Linked DNA regions of Xenopus laevis: region 1 is linked to region 2. A link is a contact called in public Hi-C data. All regions are on one chromosome and are shown on one strand. The core of a region is the stretch at or near the end of the contact, and the rest is flanking DNA. Distances in the headings are between cores, read along the strand shown. Region 1 has its middle 19 kb from the start of LOC108709305. Region 2 holds the start of mab21l3.S (mab-21-like 3 S homeolog).

The links. A called contact is a pair of places that touch in the nucleus more often than the background predicts.
Region 1: a contact with region 2 is called in a Hi-C map of the XTC cell line, with 2.7 times the contacts expected there. The contact joins the enhancer-like site here to the promoter of mab21l3.S in region 2. A contact is called at or near these places in 3 of 4 Hi-C or Micro-C datasets (the XL177 cell line, the XTC cell line and animal cap).

What each region holds. Positions count from the first base shown.
Region 1 is chr2S:29,315,439-29,318,138 of Xenopus_laevis_v10.1, forward strand. No RefSeq gene overlaps it. Among protein-coding and RNA genes, the nearest start is that of LOC108709305, 19 kb to the right of the region's middle. Within about 2 kb of position 1,288, at least 2 of the 7 cell types and tissues checked have an H3K27ac peak or open chromatin away from gene starts, as enhancers often do.
Region 2 is chr2S:29,255,840-29,258,649 of Xenopus_laevis_v10.1, forward strand. It overlaps mab21l3.S (mab-21-like 3 S homeolog), which reads left to right and starts at 1,527. Exons shown (of 7, transcript NM_001092422.1): 1 at 1,527-1,598; 2 at 2,491-2,583. The coding sequence starts at 2,536. It overlaps casq2.S (calsequestrin-2), which reads right to left and starts at 1,308. Exons shown (of 11, transcript XM_018249026.2): 1 at 1,169-1,308.

The DNA of each region.
Region 1 (2,700 bases), core at 38-2,537, 59 kb after region 2:
CTGTACTCTGCCCCCCATCAGGTGGATGGGGAACAGGGATGCAAGGAGGGGAGGAGGTGGGGGTTGATTTGCTCTGGGCCCCACCACAAATGTATCTCACCTCCCCCATCTCCTTCAATGTCACCCCCCTTCTATATTCTCCCTCTCCCCCATGTGTCTGTGTCTTCCATTGTCTGTATGTTTCTCACATGTCATTTCCACTTCTGCCTGTGCCCCCCAAATCTCTCCCCTGCACCACAGACATCAGGAGAATAGTATGGGGGAGGGGCCATGTGAACTCAGGGTCATGTGACCTGGGACTTTATTACAGAGATTATGGGAACATTGTGTTCTTGCTCTTCCTCAAGTGCAGAGGGCAGATCCCTAAGACTTTGCCCGGAATGTAACAAACTGCCTCCTCCCTGCACTGCTTTAACCCTTACACTCCCAGCACCCCAAATTGAATCTTTATACACTTAATCCTTGCACAGCTGGAGGAGCCCATTATCTGATTCTGCCCCACATGCCCCCATCTGGGTCTTTATAGGCACCAGGAGATAATTCCCTCCCCATGGGGCCAATAATGAAAGGCTCAAATTCCCCTTTATCTCCCTGGGGTGTCGTTAATCAGATGCATGAGCCCCAATACTTTGCAGCTCTGTGACTGGCTGTCAGCTCTGCAGTCTAATGGATAACAAGCAGAAGTGCCAGGAGTTGCCCTTTTTCCTTGATTGGCCCAGGGCCAGGGCAGGTTACTGGGTGCACATGGCAACTCACGTCACTCAGATAAATTTCCATTGAATCCGCTCCCCTTCAACGGGAACATTCCCGGGGGGGGGGGGGCAGATACAGATACAGATACTGGAAAATCAGTGAGACAATGGAACTGGGAGCAGAGTATTTGCTAATGATTTGCTTTCTCACTCCCTGCACTCCCTGCACCCTCTGCACCCTGCCAACTACATGCACTTATCTGTCTACTCAGCTCCATGTCAGTGATACATGGCCTGTGGCCCAGTTACACCTTGTCCCCCCCACAAAGGCTGCCCCCTCACCTACACAAACTGATATGGCAGAACAGATGCCAGTGCAGGCTGCAGCGTGTATGCAAATAAAGTGAAGCCCACAGCATGGCAGTCACTGTGAGTCTGGTATAAGGGGGGTGGCTGGACATGAGTGGGGCCCTTGCAGATTTGATTCCATGTGACTGGCCCACAGCAGACATCATTGGGGAGCAGCACAAATGAACATGGGGGTACAGTCATTATAAATCACTGAGTTAATGGGGGGGTGCTGGGGCTCAACAAATGGGGGGAAACGTCTCTTGGATCCAATGTGTTGGAGAATAAAGTGTTATTATAATCAGATAGACTCTGGCGCACAAGTTACCGGGTTGCTATCCTCCATAGAATCCCCTGCAACTGTCTCCCTGTTCTGAGACTACAACTCTCTTCCTTTACTGTCTGTGATCCAAGTACAACTTGACACCATAAAATCCTGAGGAACCTGTGTTTTCTGTACAGCGGCCCCTTCCAGCGCCTCACCCTATCCAGTCCTAGTACAACACTGCCCCCAGGTGGGAACCTACTGAATTGTGCCAGTCCCAGCACAGATATCTGAGCTGAATGGAAGGTGTCAGTCTCTGAGCAGCTCTGGTAGGGCGCTGCCCCCTGCTGGCTACTTGCGGTATTACCTGTATTACCTGTCCCCGCAAAGGTACAAGAGAGATTCCCTTTATGGAGGGCATGGCAGGAGACTGTGGCTGGCAGGAGAGCCATTTAAAGTCCAGGAATTGTATGTACAACACACAAAGGTGGAGAGCAGTATAGTATATGAAATATATGGGCATCTGATCCAGATGTCACTGCTACAATCATTTTATAAACACAAGAAGCCTGGTTTTACCGTTCTACTATGTTCACTCTTCTTGCCTCCTTTCTCTCTCACCTCCATTCTCCTCCATTCTCCCCCATTCTTTAGGGGAAGCATGGCAGGGATGAGCATGGCAGGAGAGCTATGGCAGATTTAACAACTTAAAGTCCATCAAGTTAAAGTACAGAAATTTTAAGTACAACATATAGAGTTAGACAGAGTTGGGCAGCAGTTGAACAGAAGTTGGACTGAAAACTCTCAGCAAACATAGGACATCTCATCAAGACATCACTTCTCATCAATACTTCTATCAGGGCCGGAACTAGGGGTAGGTGGAGTAGGCACTTGCATAGGGCGCAAAGCTGGGGGGCGCCAGGCATGTACCTGCTCTGTCGCCTACCCCATGTCCGGTCGCATCTCTCCCCTTGTATTTGCGCACAAGCAAATTCGCGCATGCGCACAAAAGTACCGGCTCACGCTCAGTCAGCGCCACCCTGGAGAAGTTGCCTAGGGCGTCTGTTGGGGCTGGCCCGGCCCTGACTTCTATAAAATAAGCCTGATTATACCATTTAACTATGTTTAAGTTGATTGCTTTCTTTTTCTCTCTCTCCTCTATACTTCTGCATATATCCTCTGCACTCCAACATCCATCAAACTATCCTGAAATTGTAATCTCCCCTTCACTGCTCCCATCACCCTCTTTCAATCTAAGCACACTGTTTTGTATTGTTAAATCTCTTATCCCCTCTCAACCCATCAAACAATATAATGCTCACACTATCAAATCTAGGTCACACCTTGTGTTTATTACTGTTACTTGCAGCTGGGGACATCTCCCCAAACCCTGGT
Region 2 (2,810 bases), core at 277-2,776:
TTATTTTTTGTCAGGTAGAGGAGTTGGGTCATTTGTCCCCATGGCAGCTCTACTGGTTTGTGTGCAATTGAGGGTGCACTTTTGTGAGTGACAAATCAGGGAGTAGATCAGCCACAGCTCCCAGTTAGTGGTAAAGTCATTTGTGACATTTAATCAATCTGCTTTCAAAATGGGATGGGGCAAAGTTACTGGTCACATGACACGGGGATGGTGCCTCCTGTACAGTGCGGAGCAGGGGCCGTGGGCAGAATGAGGTCAGTGGGCGCCAGGGTGGGGGCTGCCAGGGAAACATTGATCTCTTTTCTGCTGGGTCAATTGGACTTGTGATATTGTGCTTGAGTGGGTCACTGGCACAGGGTTGCCCTTCCCATTGTGCCCCGGGCCACACATGAAGAACATTATGGGCCCCTAAGGCCAATGAATGGCAATAAACAAGGCAGCTGTTAGAAGTGATAGGGCCCAGATTCTGGCAGAAGGTAATAGCACTTGGGATACAGGAGGGCCACATACTGGGCTACACAGTACAAAACTTGCACCCCCATGGGCCCCTGTGACACTAGGGCACCATGCCAAGGTGACATTTCATCACGTCTGGTTGTGGAACCAACTTGCAGGGTCCGTTATGGGGCACATGGCCCTGAGGATTGGGAAGGTACCAGGCCCGTGACTCTCCTGTCGTTGTGATTCCTGTGACCCTTAGGGAAATGCCCTGCAGAAGGCAGAGCTTAGGGTTCCCCAGAATATTCATACGTAGGTGTGCCCATTCCCTAACCTGGTGACCCACCATGTGCCCCGGGGCACAACTCACAGCTACAGATATTTTGTTCCATACATTTGTCCCATTGTAACCAAGGTGCCTATGAAAATGCCCCAAATCAGCCCCAACTAAAGTAACTCTGATCCCCGTTGGTACCCAGCCTACCCATTGGGCTGGCAACTTCTCTGTGCAGCATCTTGTCTCATTTGTCTTTCTTCCCTGTTAGGTGCCGCCCAGAGGGCCCCAATGAGCAACACTGAGGATCACCCTTATAACTGCCAGGCCGCCGCACACACATAGAGAGTAAATAAACTAAAGCTTAGGCACAACAGGGTGGGGCAACTCAGCAAGGGGCCCGGGGGGGGTTGTGTTGGGTACAAACAAAAGCTGAGTGGAATCGATTAGACTTACCTGCTCCCAAACACTCACACTGGAGGGGGCACCTATTGGCCATGCAGGATAATAAATCCCATGAGAAGTGCCCCTGCGAGTCTGTCCCTGCAAGTCTATCCCTGTGAGTCTGTCCCTGTTAGTCTGTCCCTGTGTTTATCTCTGTCCCTGTGTTGCTGTTTTGTGTGTTTAGTGGAAACACTGCTCAATACAGCAGATTGATTGGTGGTTGGGGCTGGATGGGGGGGGTGGAGGGTGTGGGCCCCGCTGCCAATGAGCCACTCAGACAATCCAATTGTCCTCTGTTTACAGTAAAGTTTGGAACAGAAAATAAATCATCTCTGGGGCAGGAACCAGCCGGACATAATCCAGAGAGAGAGAAAGAGAGAGAGAGGAACCCACAGGAGCACCTGTCCCACAGCACTCGGGGACCCCAGAGCTACACACATAGGTGAGTCCATACAGGGCAGAGGCACCTGGCACCTAGTGGGCAGAGGAGGCTGAGTGTGAGTGCAGAGGAGAGAGGGCAGAGATAGAATGCTGAGGAAGCACAGAATAGGCTGAGTATGAGTACATAGGAACAAAGAGTTTAGAGAGAGTGTAAGTACAGAGGGGGCAGAGAGAGGCTGAGTGTGAGTGCATAAAATAGAGTGTAAGATGAGTGAGAGTACAGAGGAGGATGAGTACAGGGTAGAGAAGGCAGAGTCTCAATGTTGAGGAAGCACAGAATATCTGAGTATGAGTACAGAGGAACAGAGAGTGGAGTGTGAGTGCAGAAGGGCATAGAGCAGGCTGAATCTGAGTGCAGAGGGCAGAGAGAAGCTGAGTTTGAGTGCAGAAAACAGAGTGTAGGACAAGTATGAGTACAGAGGGGCAAAGAAAGGCTGCACTCTTTTTCTGAGTGCAGAAAAGAGAGTGTAGGGTGTAGGGTTGCCACCTTTTCTGGAAATAAATATCAGCCTTCCTATATATTTATCTTTTTTCCCTATTAATAACAATGGGATCAACCATCATTTTTACCGGTTAGGCCGGTAAAATACCGGCCAAGTGGCAACTAGGGCGATTGTGAGAACAGGGGGCAGAGAGAGAGGCTGAGTGCAGAAAAAAGAGTGTAGGGCGAGTGTGAGTACAGAGGGGTAGAGAGAGGTGCTGAGTATAGAAAAGAGAGTGTAGGGTGAGTGTGAGTACACAGGTAAAGCAGGGAGGCTCATGGGTACCAGGGAATGTGACTGATATGGTTGTGTTGGTATTGGAGCCACTGTTGTACAGGTGAGGGGAGCACTTGTGTGATCATCCAATAGGAAGTGGGGTGTATCTGTGTAATGGGGCTCATATATTTGCAGGGAGGGGATACGGTTGTATTTGGGTCATCGGGATCATCAGGGAAGATGAAGGGAGTGAAGGCTGAGGATGTTCATCATTTCCTACTAAACACGGTAACACTTGTCCCCCTATTCCCCCCCAACCCTGTCTCTATCGGCTGCTACTGAGAGTGAAAAGGAGAGAATTTGGCTAAAGTAACAATTATTATACCCTAAGTGACACATAAGGCGCCTTTCTCAAGTGTAACATTAAGCAGAACATAGTGACCTGACTAACTACCCCACACGTCAGTTACATAATTAGTCCAGTTTAGTGTCGGTGCTCCCATGGGTGATAATTA